Regions from separate parts of the Vulpes vulpes genome. Here region 1 is linked to region 2. The links are chromatin contacts, called in public Hi-C maps. All regions are on one chromosome and are shown on one strand. Each heading gives the region's core, a stretch centred on a gene start, on an enhancer-like site or on the middle of the called end of the contact. The rest is flanking DNA. Distances are from core to core; before and after follow the strand shown.

Evidence for each region. A called contact is a pair of places that touch in the nucleus more often than the background predicts.
Region 1: a contact with region 2 is called in a Hi-C map of skeletal muscle, with 2.5 times the contacts expected there. The contact joins the promoter of TNFSF9 here to the promoter of TRIP10 in region 2. A contact is called at or near these places in 2 of 3 Hi-C or Micro-C datasets (both in skeletal muscle).

What each region holds. Positions count from the first base shown.
Region 1 is chr9:105,089,219-105,096,345 of VulVul3, reverse strand. TNFSF9 (TNF superfamily member 9) reads left to right here and starts at 2,990. Exons shown (of 3, transcript XM_072721638.1): 1 at 2,990-3,247; 2 at 3,729-3,759; 3 at 4,754-6,190. The coding sequence starts at 3,002. The coding sequence ends at 5,250.
Region 2 is chr9:104,959,451-104,966,316 of VulVul3, reverse strand. It overlaps TRIP10 (thyroid hormone receptor interactor 10), which reads left to right and starts at 1,263. Exons shown (of 15, transcript XM_072721635.1): 1 at 1,263-1,392; 2 at 2,573-2,688; 3 at 2,773-2,829; 4 at 3,712-3,859; 5 at 3,936-3,998; 6 at 4,214-4,318; 7 at 4,408-4,536; 8 at 5,109-5,255; 9 at 5,365-5,559; 10 at 6,584-6,751. The coding sequence starts at 1,369. It overlaps LOC112911829 (a long non-coding RNA gene), which reads right to left and starts at 3,833. Exons shown (of 3, transcript XR_003233434.2): 1 at 3,707-3,833; 2 at 3,148-3,294; 3 at 2,500-2,617.

The DNA of each region.
Region 1 (7,127 bases), core at 1,741-4,240, 130 kb before region 2:
GTCTCCAGGACCGCTAAGCCACCAGGGCTGCCCTTTTTTTTTTTCTTCTGAAATGGACTAGAGAGAGTAAATACCTGGGCCTTTGTGGGCCAGTCTCATGCAACACTCAACTCTGCCATCGTCCCCCCGCAGAAACGGCCACAGAAACCATGCAAATGAATGAGCACGGCCGTGTGCCTGTAGGGCTTTATTTGTGGACACCAAAATTTGAATTTCATATCACCACACATGCCACACATTCTTCTTTTGACTTTTCCCAGTCACTTAAAAACAGAAACAAAAAAATGTGTAGTCGGTAGACTGTACTCTGTGGACCTCTGGAGCCTGTGCTGGGAACTGTCATGCTGTACTCCAGTCATTCGTTCCGTGAGTATTACTGAGGCTGGCCGTTTCCTGGGCACTGGCAGAAGGGCCACAGGGCAGATGGAGATGGCACTCTTTAGGAGATCACAGCCTCCTGGGCAGAACAAGCAAGGAAGCAAACCAACCAGGATACTCCAGATAGTGGATATGCTACTAAGGAAATCCCCACGGGGTGATATAACCATATAACCGGACCCAGGGCAGGACATTTGCATTTGGGACCTCGGAGAAAGGCACCCTCAGCGGAGGCAATCCCTGGCTGCTGTGGGGGCAGAGCTTCGTAATAAACAGGCTGTGGTCCAAGGCCCTGTGAGCTTCTTGGAGGGGCGATGCCATCGGGAGAGGACCTTTTGGCCTCAGTATTGGTAAATCTGTCTCCCTGGTTGGTCAGATTCCCAGGGGTCTTTTACTGTCCCATCTCCCCAGTCCTGGGTGCTGAGTGGGGGCGAGGGCTGAGGTGGGGAAATTTCAGCTCCTGCGTTCACGGTCACAGGTTTGTTTACCACTCTGGTTTCCGGCCCGATTCTTCTGCCCTCAGCTGTCCTTTCTGCTCTCTGGGGGGGTGGGGGTGGTGGGGGTGGTGGTGGTGGAGGGAAGCAACAATAGAAACAGGCTGTCTTTCTGCCCTGCTGGGGAGAAAAGCCGGTGTCTCTTTTGGGAATCTACTTGTGGCAAACTCCTCGATTTTAGCTGCCACCCACCACATTCTCTTTTCCAGTCGGCGGTGGGTCACCCACTGCCGAGCAGCCTTGGGGGCTGGTGAGGGTGGAATTCCGCTACGGAGATTATATTTGGCTTCCCACCGGGCTGGCTAACAATTTTGGTTCGGTTTTCAAAACAATCGCTTAGCTGTCATGGGAGTGGGGTTTCAGGAAAGAGTGATGCAAGTAGAGCCCGGTGCTTGGCTCATCCTCTCTGCCCAGAGTGACGTCGGAACCGAAAGTGCCACAGAACATTCCAGCCAGAGGGATGGCAGGTGCGAAGGAAAGACCCTGGTACAATGCGGTGGCATCTCTAACTTAGGCGAGCACCAGAGTCATCTGGAGGGCTCATCCACACACTGATTCCTGGGCTTCTGCTCCCAGAGTGTCAATAGGCCTAGTTTGTGGTGCTAGAATTTGCATAACTAACGAATCCCCAGGTGCTGCTGCTACCACTTGTTAGCTGGTTCTGCGTCACATCTTATGAACCGCTCAGATACCGGAAGCTTTTAGCACCTGTGCACCAACACCAGCCAGCATCACCACTCTTTTCTTACCCTAATTCCCCAAGGAGGCCCAATACAACAAAATAGAAAGCAAGGGAGCCATCCCATACCTTTATGGGTGAACCCAAAACCCCCCCTGCATTTCCCCGAGGCCTTTGCAGCCCTGCGATCCCTTGCTCGCTGGCCAGGGGCAAGGGAGCCCTGGAGAGGGTAGAAGAGCCAGTGTCCACCCGGCGGGTCCCCGCAGAGCAGGGCTACTTGAGGAGGCCAGGGCTTTTCCAGGGCTGCCCATCTCTCAAGACACAATCGCTTCCTCTTTTGGATCCGAGTTTTCGCCCCTGCTCTGCGCCTCCTCCCACCCCGCCTCCACCAGCAGAGAGTGAACGGGAAATTTGAGTTTCCTCTGCTTTAGCCAAGACTGTCCCTTCCCTACAAGGGGGATTTCTCTACCTGGACTCTCCAGCCTTCTGCTTGTGGGGTCCAGAAGGGGCCCCTGACGGGAAGCGTCCAGATGGGTGGGTGGAGGCAAGCCTGGGAAGACCCCAGGGCTCCTGGGGAAGGTGAGGGAAGGTGGGGGGAGGGCTGAGCCTGCCACTCAGGGTTCCACTGGGGGAGCTTATGCTCTAGGGAAGGGGGCTGAGGCCTGGCTGTTCCTTGCCCCTTCTGCAGATACGCTGGAATTAGGGGAGTGCTGGGGGAGCCCTAGTGCGGGGTTGGGGAGGGCGGCTAGAGTGGCAAGAAGGAAGGGAAAGAGGGGGAGACTAAGAAACTAAATCAGAGTCAGAGACATAGAGAGACAGGGAGAGATACAGAGAGACAGAGACAGACGCACAGAAATACCGAGGCCGAGGGGCACCTGGGTGGCTCAGTGGTTGAGCATCTGCCTTTGGCTCAGGGCGTGATCCAGGGTCCTGGGATTGAGTCGCACATCGGGGCCCCCGCAGGGAGCCTGCTTCTCCCTCTGCCTCTGCCTCTCTCTGTGTCTCTCATGAATACGTAAATAAAACCTCAAAGAAAAAAAAGTAATACCAAGGCCAAGAGATGGAAAGGTTCTCTGAGACCTCCTCCAGCGACAGTCCACAGAGTCGGGGGACAGATTAAGAGCGAGAAGGGCCCAGAGACCAGAGGCCATGCGGGTTACACAGGGACCCCCAGAGCGACATAACCCGGGGGCGGAGAGGCATAACCCAGGAGACACAGGAGGGACAGAGCTAGGGACAAAGAGGAAACGGCGGGGCGGGCGGAGCAGGGCGCCCAGGGAGGTGGAAAGTGGAGAGATTCAGAGAAGAGAAAGTTTAGGGAAACTTCAAGCGGAAGGCGGAGAGGGCCGGGCGCAGGGATCCCCACGCGCCCCGCCCCGGAAAACGCGGCTTCCGGAGCTGCTATAAAGCGCGGGGCCCCGGGCCGGGCTGCAGCCGCCCGCCGCCGGCCATGCGCCCCCGCAGCGACGCCGCCCCGGACCCCGAGGCCCCGCGGCCGCCCGCGCCCCCCGGCCGCGCCTGCAGCCCGCTGCCCTGGGCGCTGAGCGCCGCGATGCTGCTGCTCGCCGGCACCTGCGCCGCCTGCGCGCTCCGCGCCTGGGTGGTCCCCGGGCCCCGGCTCCCCGCGCTCCCCGCGCTCCCCGCGCTCCCCGCGCCCCTGCCGGACGCCGGCGCCCGCCTCCCCGACTCCCCGCAGGTGAGAGGCGCCCGGAGCCCCTTCTCCCCCTCGAGAGCACCCCTTCTCTATTGAGGGCCTCGGGGCGGGGCCCCCCCGTGAGACTCCCCTGCGCATCCCGGGCCCCGCAGCGTATCCCGCTCCATCGCGGACCGGCGCCTCTTCTTTATCCCCGAGCCGCGGCGGGAGCTCGCGCTTCTTTGCAAACTGCCGGAGATCAGTTGGCCCTGGGCTCCCGGGGTCTCCCCCTCTCCCTCCCGAGGGCGCCTGGAGGGAACCTCCCCTCTTTCGTCTGCGGAATCACGAGGTTCCGTCCTTGTTCCTGCCCCAGGGCTGGGGCAGGGCGAGCCACCCGCGCCGGCAGTGCGCGTACGCTTGTGCCTTCGTTGGAGCGCGGGGGAGGGCTCAAGGCCCGCCAGACCCCGGGGACCCCCACTTTCCGGGGGGCTGCGGCGACGCCACGGGGGCCTCCATCCACTTTCCGCCTGTCCTCTCTCCGCAGGCCGTGTTCGCGCAGCTGGTGGCCCGAGATGGTGAGTGTCCCGCGGTCACTCCGCCTGGGCGCACGCGGCGGGGCTGGCGGGCGGGGGTGGCCGCAGGCGGAGGAGCCCCGGGACAGGGAGGCCTCCGCGCCCTCCATCTCGTCCTCTTCCGTTCCTCTCCAAAAGCTGTCCCCTCGCCTCTTTAAGCCCGCTCTGCCTTGCTGGTCTTCCCATGGCCCTCTCAGGGTGTCGGCTTTTCCTCCTCTGACCCCCAAATATACGTGTCTCAGGCTCCCCCCCTCACCCACCTGGGGCTTGATCCCACAGATCCCACCTGCCCCTGTCTCTCCGGCTGGGCTCTGGGAGGTGCGGCGGGGGGGGGGGGGCCCTCCTCCCACCCCCCGTTGCCGGTTTTGGAGACCTCCTGCTAACTCCTTTCCTCTTCCAGACTCCTCCTCCCCACCCCTGCCCCTCTGTCTTCTCCCCCTTCCTGAGACTCTCTTTCCTCCCTCTGTGTCCCCTCTGGGCTCCCTCTGGGCTTTGCCACCTCCCCCAGTCCCCTCGCGTCTCTCGCCTCTCGCCAGGCTCCTTCCTTCCCTCCCTCCTGAGCTCTCCCCAGTCTGACTGCCCCTCCCATCTTTTGGCATTGTACCCCCTCCCAGTGCTTCCTTCTACTTTCCTCACCCTGGCTCCCCATGCCCTCCTCCCTCCCCTTACCCCCCTACCCTCCACACACCCTCCATCTCTACCCCCCACCCTAACCCTGAACCCCCACCCCCTACCCCTCCACCTCTACCCCACCCCCAGCCCTGAACCCTCCACCCCCTCACCCCCCTACCCCTCCACCCCCATGCCCACCCCTTTGCACTTTCTCCTCCGTGGAAGTCCTGTCCTCCCTCCTTCCCTTGCATCGCCAACCTCACCTCCCTCTTCCTTCTGAGACCTCTGTCCCTCTCCAGCTCAGAGCCCCAGCACCCCTCCCCTGGGCTGCACCCTGGCTCCACAGCCCAGCTCAAGGAACCTCCCTCTCTTCTTCCTCCCTCAGTACAGCTGAAGGAAGGACCCCTGCGCTGGTACAGTGACCCGGGCCTGGCAGGTGTATTCCTGGGGCCGGGACTGAGTTATGACCAGCGCACTCGGGAGCTGATGGTGGCGGAACCAGGGCTCTACTATGTTTTCTTGCACCTGAAGCTGCAGCGGGTAATGTCCAGCACGGGCTCTGGCTCTGTCTCTGCTGCCCTGCACCTGCAGCCACTTGGCACCGAGGCTGCAGCCCTGGACCTGACCTTGGACCTGCCTCCACCATCCTCGGAGGCCCATGACTCAGCAGCTGGTTTCCGGGGCAGCCTGCTGCACCTGGACGCAGGCCAGCGCCTCCGTGTTCACTTGCGAGCTGAGGCAGGGGCCCACCCTGCCTGGCAGCTGGCACAAGGTGCCACGATCTTGGGCCTCTTCAGAGTGGCCACCAAAGTCCCCACTGGACTCCCCTCGTCATGGCCCATGGACACGGGGCCTGGGTCCCCGCCCCTGGATGGAGAATGAATGCTGCCTTCTTTTATTGGGGCTCTTGGTGATGCCTCGCTACTCTACCTCACCTGGCTTGGCAGGGGTCCCCGCTGCTGATCCCCTCCTCGAGGACTCTCCAAGTCACTCTCCCATTCCTGCCCCCAGTTGAACTTTGGGTATTTATTCTGAGCCTGAGCTCAACAGTGTACTTTATATTAATCCATTCAATGTATATTTATTGAACATCTGCTGTATGTAAGGCCCGCTACAGGGCTGGAGAAACATCAGCAAACAAAACAGATAAAAAAAAAACTTTATTTATGTTAATATGTGAGAAATAAAGACTCATCCCCAGACCTGCTATGGCATTCAAGGCGCTAGTCTTCAGGGGTCTGTGTGACTATGCTGTGTGAGCATCATTCATGAAAGTTGTTTTGAGCATCTCCTGTGTGTCAGGCACTGTTTTAGGTGTTGAAGACACAGCTGTGAACAAGACAGGTAGCCCAGCGTTTTGCCAAGCTGGCAGTCAGGTATGCCTGCTTGACACTAGGACTATGATTGTGCGTGACCCTGTGTGACCGGACCACATGGGAGACTGTGAGATGGTGTGTGGTACTGGATTATACGATACTTAGAAACTTCCTGACTACAAAGTATTGAGCCTCTGCTGTATGCCAGACAGCGTGAGTTATCTCATTTGAGACCTAACTACCCTATGCTTCGGGGACTTCATTCCGGTTTTGTTCTTCTCTATGCTGGTGACGACCTGTTTGTATCTGCGTGGCGGAAGTACTGTGTAACGCCGTCCTGCAGGACCTTGCTTGCCAACTCTGTTCAGTGACCTCATGCTGGGAACTTAAAATCGTCCAGGGGCATCTGCAAATGTTCTGGGTTGACTTCATGTATTGTGTGTAGATCATTTATTTAAGACAGCGATGGGGAAATTGTGGATTAAACATGTAGATTAAACTTGAAAGTGTGTCTTGTCTTGAGCTGTTATGTTGTGAATAGCACAGGAGAAATTGAGGAAGTATTTGTCTTGTGTTTTCAGACCGTTATCTGATTTAGCAAAGAAGTTGCTCAATGTGACTGACAAGCAAGTGAAGTGAGGACATCTATGTTGTTCCAGGTCCTTTAGCCTTTGAAGGAATAGACCAACCTATACTCACTTGTCACTGCGAGCCACAGGTGGCTATGGGTACAAGCGTAGGGAAAATCAAAGACTGCATTATATAAAAATTGACTATGGAATTTGCAACGGAGAGTATTTTATTTATTTATTTATTTTTATTATTATTTTTTTAATGGAGAGTATTTTAAAGGGGCACCTGGGTGGCTCAGTCGGTTAAGCAACTGACTCTTAATTTCATCTCAAGTCATGATCTCAGAGTTGTAGGATCTGCGTGTCAGCTGCACACTCAGTGGCGAATCTGCTTGGGATTCTCTCTCTCCCTCTGCCCCTCCCCCTGCTCCTGTGCTCTCTCTCTCTCTCTCAAATAACTAAAAAATTCTTTTTTAATTTTTAAAATTAATTTTATTTTTTTTATTTTTTAAAGATTTTAATTTATTTATTCATGAGAGACATAGAGAGAGAGGCAGAGACACAAGCAGAGGAAGAAGCAGGCTCCATGCAGGGAACAGGACATGGGACTCCAGCCTGGGTCTCCAGGATCCTGCCCTGGGCTGAAGGTGGCGCTAAACCGCTGAGCCATCGGGGCTGCCCTTAAATTAATTTTAATTTTAATTTTTAAAAAGATTTTATTTACTTATTCATGAGAGACACAGAGAGAGGCAGAGACACAGGCAGAGGGAGAAGCAGACTCCCTGCAGGGCGCCTGTTGTGGGACTTGATCCCAGGACCCTGGGATCATGACCTAGGCCAAAGGCAGATGTTCAACCACTGAGCCACCTGG
Region 2 (6,866 bases), core at 14-2,513:
AAGCTGACCCCAGGTTGAGATCCTGTCCCAACTGTGGTGCCGACTTGGAACGAATCCCAATTCCAATTTGAGTTTGAGGCCAGTGTGGAGACTCCAATATCAGGCTAAGCGGCTGAGGGCAGAACTCACGCTGAGCCCCTGACTCAGCTGGTCCCCCAAACCCTGGAGCACAGCCCACTTTGCAACAGGAGGTTTTCTAGCTCAGAAGTCACCAGCAGGTGGGGCCAGGTCCCCACAGAGCCATCTGTCCCAGGATTTCAGGCCTATGTCCCCTGGGCTCCTGGGGCTCTCCTCCTGGAAGCCCAGAGGCTTGGGGCCTAACTTGTGCCCCAGGGGCTCCGGGGCGTCTGTCACCTCCGTTGGCACTAAGGACTAAAGGCAGGGGAGGATGAGGGTGGGAGCTGCAGGGTTCTCTACCCTGTCATCTCAGTGCCTTAAGGAGATTAATGAGGTGTGAACAGGCATTTATGAGGGAAGTGACAGACTTCTGTGCCCCCAGGGCCCGAGTGTCTGGAGGGAGAGGTGGAGTCGGAACCGGGGTCTGGACAGTGAAACCTGATTGGGTCTAAACGGATGCGCCTGGAAAATGGGCAGGTGGAAGCGCGAACTGGATGAGGGCCGAGGAAAGACCTGGGCCCGGTGCCCCAAGGACAGCCCGTCCTCAGTTTCCCGGCGCAGACTTGGGGAGGAGGGAGAAGGCAGGATGCGGTGGGGGTGCTAATGGACCGGGCCTTGGCGGAGGCACGCGTTCTGGGCAGGATCGAAGTCCTCCCATCCGCCCTGTGGCCGGAGGGAACCAGACCATTAGTGGGCCGAGCATAGATGTCTGGAGCCGGGCCGGCCCGCAAGAGCCCGGTGACCTCAGGTTCTCCCAGCGACGGCGGGAGGGGGGGCGGGGGGGCGGTGCGGGAAGGGGTGGCTGGTGGTGGGGGAAGGACCTCTCGGGTTGGGGTTTTAATGTCTTGGCCCTTTATTAAGGAATGGTTGAAGGAAAGAGAAAACAACAGTCCCGGGAGACTTAGGGGTGGGGAGGATAGGAGGGGTCCGGGGGATTTGGGAAATGGATGGGGGTCCTTTAAGGGGTCGGTCCAGTGGCGTCTAGTGGCCACTTTCCTTTAAGAGGGGGCGGGGCGTCCGTTGGGCCCCGCCTCCTCCGGGGGTCCCGCCTTTAGGGCGCTGTTCGGGCCTCCGCGCAGATGGGGGCGTGGCAGGGCCTGCGGGGGCGTGGCCGAGCCTGGAGGGGGCGGGGCCTGGCGGGCTGGGCCGGGCGCGCCGCTGCAGGCTGAGTCTCCCGGCGGCGGGCGGCGGGCGGCGGGGACCGGGCGCGGCGGCGGCGGCGGCGGCGGCGGCGGCTTCGGCGGGAGCAGCATGGATTGGGGCACCGAGCTGTGGGTGAGTCCGATCGGCCCGGCTTCCAAGTTTCTCCTTTTCTGGAGTTCGGATCCCTCCTCCTCCTTGCTCCTGCACGACCTTAGCGGGGGCTCGGCGCTTCCCCCTTGGGAGACCCCCGGAGTCCCCGCTTTCCGCCCTCCCTCGGACTTTCCCAGGGCGTTTCAGGACGCCCGGGGCGAAGGGCGACCTTGCAGCCGCGGAGTCGGGAAACTGAGCGCGGGGTTCCGAGTGAGGAGGGCAGGCGTCCCGGGACCAGGCCGGGGCGGCCGGGCGAGGTCACCTATTTTGAGCACCCTGGCTGGGCCGGCGGCTTATCTTACGGCCCCTGGGTCCCTGCCCGCAGCCCGCCTGTCCGGCTTGGGCGGGGGAGGGGACCCTGTGGCCACTTCCAAGCCCACGTGGGACCTGGAAGTTCCGACCGCCTTTCGGAGGCTCCAATCAACACCTTGGGGCTTGGGTCGCGCTGGGGGGGAGGGGGCTGCTTGGCTTGGCCTCGCAGCCCCCTCCCCCATCCCGCCCCAGGCACTGGGAGGGGCCGCCCCCAGGCTGCTTCTGACCTCTGCTCTGGAAGCCCCAGAAATTTCCCCTGATCCTAGCCCGGACCTCTGACCCCTCCTTTTTATGGGGGCGGTGGCTCCCTGGGTTCCTGGATGCAGAGGGGGTAACCAGATTCCTTCCCCCACAACTCTGGAATTTCTTTCGGAGGTGCAGTGGGGTCAGTGGGGGAAACGGAGTCCCGTGTGTGCGGGGGACCCCGGGAAGCATGGCGACCCGGGAACACGGAGCCTGGCCCCTGGACATTCTGGGGCCCCCCGAGCTGCGGCGAATCCTGCCCCTCTGGTCCTGACTCACGCCGGGCCGGCCGGATTTTCCGGAATCTTGGGAGGGGGGATTAGGGGAGCCGGGGCAGGGGGGAGTGGCCCTGCCCCATTCCACGCCCCGCTTGGCGGTCTGGAGGCCGGGACCCCGTAGTCCGGCCGGGGCCCCGCCCCTGTTCCCTGGCCCTTCCCGGGAAGGGGAGGGGGTTCCCGCCGGTTTCCTGCCTCCCCCCGCGCCGCGCCGGGGCGGGGCCGGGAAGCCACACCTTCTCCCAGCTCAGAGCCCTGAGGCTTCTCAGGCGCCTGGTCCGCGGGCGGTGGGGTCCCAACGTCTCGATCCCGAATCCTCCGCCCGCTTCCAGGATCAGTTTGAGGTGCTCGAGCGTCACACGCAGTGGGGCCTGGACCTGTTGGACAGATATGTGAAATTCGTGAAAGAGCGGACCGAGGTGGAGCAGGCTTATGCAAAGCAACTGAGGTGAGACCCTAGGGGGGACCCGCCTGGGGCTTGGGGAAGCTGTTGGAGGGCTGGGGGCTCAGCCTTTCTGCCTCTCTCCATTAGGAGCCTGGTGAAAAAATACCTGCCCAAGAGACCTGCCAAGGATGACCCAGAATCCAAGTAAGGATGGAGAGGAATTGCCAGGCTAGATTTGGGGGCGCCTGGGGAGCGTGTGTGTTGGTCTTACTTCCTCTCCCCCAGCTAGGCGGTAAGGCCCTCACCTTTTGCTTCATTTCCCACCTAGAGGAATGAGCGTGGATGGAGAACCTGGATCAGGATCACCTGTGCTGGAATCGAAATCCCGTTATTTTCCAGCCCCACGACTCTGGGCAATTGACTTGAGTTTTCCATTTGCCTCTCCTATTGAGCGGGGCTCCGGCACTCACTCAACAAGTGACTCTGGGTCATTGATTTATGTTTTGTGCCTGTTTTCCTCACCTGTGAAACGGGATGATGATGATGATCTTGTAGGGCTCATGCAGAGAATAACAGATCTTGCACTGAAGCAGTGCCTAGCCCATAGTTTGTCCAACATAGGAGGATTTCGCTTTTTGCCACATCCCCAGTTCCAGAATCCAAAGAGCTCTAGAAGTGAAAAAATTGTTCTGGTAGCTTGTGTGGCAGCAGCCTCTGACCTGACTTCACGTTCATCACGTCCGTGGGTTTTATTCTTCTTACTGTGAATAGTAATACCTCTCGCTGCAAAAATATTTATGGTGTTCGGTTCAGGATGCTGCCCCTGACCCCACTGGGGTGCTGCATAAAAGATGGTATAAGCATTATATCCCCTTTCTGAACCTGAAAAGTTCTGAGTTCCAAAATGCATCCCACTGAAGGGTTTGGGGTAAGGGATATGGACCAGAATTTATGGTTGCTTCCAGGAGGAATGTGTTGGGGCTTTCCCGTTCCCATATGGAGGTGGGTCCTAGGGCATCTGGCTTCCCTGGGTGGCGGGGGTGGCCTCCTGACCCTGGCTTGCTGCCCCTGCCCATCTTACCCTAGGTTCAGCCAGCAGCAGTCCTTTGTGCAGATTCTTCAGGAGGTGAATGACTTTGCGGGCCAGCGCGAGCTGGTGGCTGAGAACCTCAGCGTCCGTGTGTGTCTCGAGCTGGCCAAGTACTCACAGGAGATGAAACAGGAGAGAAAGATGGTGAGTGATCCCCTCTCTGGGTCTTGAGGACTGCTACCTCGACCCAGGTGAGCCTAACCATCTCCGTTTTGCACAGCACTTTCAGGAAGGCCGTCGGGCTCAGCAGCAGCTGGAAAGTGGCTTCAAGCAGCTGGAGAATGTGAGTCTGGGGGCGTGGAGAAGGGTGCCTCTGGCCCTAAGGAGCTGGCTGAGGGTTGCTGATCCATGGAACTGCCTGCATTGTCTGGCCTGGGGCCCCTCTGTCCCATGGGTTCCCAGCATGCCCGTTGCCCTGCATTTGCTGGGTGATGTCCCACCAGTCTCTGAAACCTTGATTTCTCACCTACTTCCTCCTTCTGGTTCTGTCCCCGGCAGAGTAAGCGCAAGTTTGAACGGGACTGCCGGGAGGCTGAAAAGGCAGCCCAGACCGCTGAGCGACTCGATCAGGATATTAATGCCACCAAGGCTGATGTGGAGAAGGTACCTGTGGGGTCTGAGATGGGTTTGGAGGTCTGGTTGGGGGGGGGGGTGCAGAACCTGGCCGTGACCCCTGCCTCGATATTCCTCAGGCCAAGCAACAAGCCCACCTTCGAAGTCACATGGCAGAGGAGAGCAAAAATGAGTACGCAGCCCAGCTCCAGCGGTTCAACCGAGACCAGGCCCACTTCTATTTTTCCCAGATGCCCCAGATTTTTGATGTGAGTGTTCTAAGCCCCCAGCCTGCCCTCCTGAAAAACACACAGAGTTACCCAACTCTTACACATTTGTCAAAACCTTAGCTGCAATGTCCCAATCTCTAAATTGAAAGGGAATTAAAAACAGCAGTGAGCTCTGTCTCTAACTCTTTCTGCCAGGATGTCTTTTTTTCTGAAACTCTTATTCATTCTTCTAAGCCCCAGCTCTAACAGTCCCTCTGAAAGGCCTCAAATTTCCTGTCTTCTGCTTTAGTCTCTTGCTCTACTCCACCTGGGACTGGCAATATCTATGTTGGGTGTGCTCTCGGTGGGTTCAAAGCCCTGGCTTCGTGGTCACCTCCTTTGAGAATCCTTTCCTGACTCCCTAGGCGAGACTGAGCTCCTCAAACTCCCCTCTCAGATCTCCCCTGTCCCATGTGTCTTCTCTGGCCACCCTGGGCTGGAAGTCTCTATTCGATTTTGTGTTTTCCCCACCAGACTGGGCTTGGGGCTGGGGCCAGTGTGGCACCCCATCGTGTTTTTGGATTGAATCGCTGCTGCTGGTCCCATTAGCGCCCCTGCCTCTGTCTCTGCAGAAGCTGCAGGACATGGATGAGCGGCGGGCCACCCACCTGGGGGCCGGGTATGGGCTCCTGTCCGAGGCTGAGCTGCAGGTGGTACCCATCATCGCCAAGTGTCTGGAGGGCATGAAGGTGGCCGCAGATGCTGTAGATGCCAAGAATGTGTGTATCTGGTCCTGGGCGAGTGGGCTGACAGGTGGGAAGTTGGAGGACCCCAGAGGCTAGGCATCTGGTCTTGCCCCTGACTGCTTGCCCCTGCTCCCTCCTGCAGGACTCCCAGGTCCTGATCGAGCTGCACAAGTCAGGCTTTGCCCGCCCTGGTGACGTGGAATTTGAAGACTTCAGCCAGCCCATGAACCGCGTGCCCTCAGACAGCAGCCTGGGCACCCCCTCCGATGGACGGCCTGAGCTCCGAGGCCCGGGCCGCAGCCGTGCCAAGCGCTGGCCCTTCGGCAAGAAGAACAAGGTGGGGGCCGGGGCCCTTGGGAAGGGGAGTGTGAGTGGGGACAGGGGGGCCCCCACTGAGTCAGCCCCAGCCGCTGGGACGCTGAGTCCCGGGCAGGAATTTGCCTCTTGGCTGCTGGCCCAGGCTGGAGGGAAGGGAGGCGGCCGGGTGATCGGCCTGGGAGTCCCCCAAGGCTGAGGGGGGGTGCAGGGAGGGGGCCCGTGGAGTCTGTCTGCTGCTTCTCGGGATGTTGGGAGGAGACCTGCTTCTGGGATTCAGGGCTGGATGAGGGCTTGAGGGACTTGTCCTAGGGACTCCCCTTGAGTCCCTCTCCATCCTGCCAGTGGGTCCTTGGGCCCCTGACCCTCAGGCTGTTTTTTCTTGGGATTTTTGGCTTGTAATGTCAAGCACATACCTGTTTTATACCTTAGACCCTCACCCCCCACCCTTAGTTTATTTCTCATGAGCCCTGTTATATATTCTTGATCCCTCCTGACATATAATTTGATACCTCCCCTCAGTTTGTACAACAGACTCCCCCAGCTTAAACCCCACCTGTAACCCTTCTGATACTTCATGCCTTCTACCTTTCTCTCAGCTTGCCTTTGACCTCTGTAGCCATGTACCCATCTGAGACCTTGATTCCCGCATGCATCTCCCTGTATTTTCTAGACTGTGAGCTCAGAAAGCTGGGTGGACAGAACCCGGGGCCTCCCTGCCCCTGCTCCCCTCCAGCCCCATGCTAGGTACTGGACATAGAATTCAAGGAAGGGATAACATAAGGGGGTAGGGAGGGGTCTGGCCTTCCGGCTCACAGTCTAATGCCCTCCCCACCACCTCCCAGATTTTTGTGTTGCTCTTTGCATGCATTTTCTGTGTGTGATTGTGCATCTTGAGTTGTGGTTTTCTTACCGTTTTTTTTTTCTTTTCTTTTCTCCATTTTGTTTTTTCTTTTTTCTTTATTATGTCCGTCCGTCCATCCATCCTCGTTCTCTACATCCTCCAACCCCTTGTGACCCACCCCCTCCCCTGCCCCCACCGGTAGCCACGCCCCCCACCCCTCTCCCCCCTGGGGGGCCCCCTGCCCTCGGCATTGCCTAACGGACCCCCATCCCCTCGCTCCGGCCTCGACCCCTTGGCCATACTGAGTGAGATCAGTAAGTCGGTCAAACCGCGGCTAGCATCCTTCCGCAGCCTTCGAGGCAGCCGTGGGGTAAGTGAGGCCTCCAGGGGAGTAGGAGGGGGCGGCCCCAGCCCACCCAGTGGCTGGGTGGTGGTACCCTGGGCTCGCTTCCTGCAGCCGGCTGGGCCCCCCTCCTCCGGTTGCC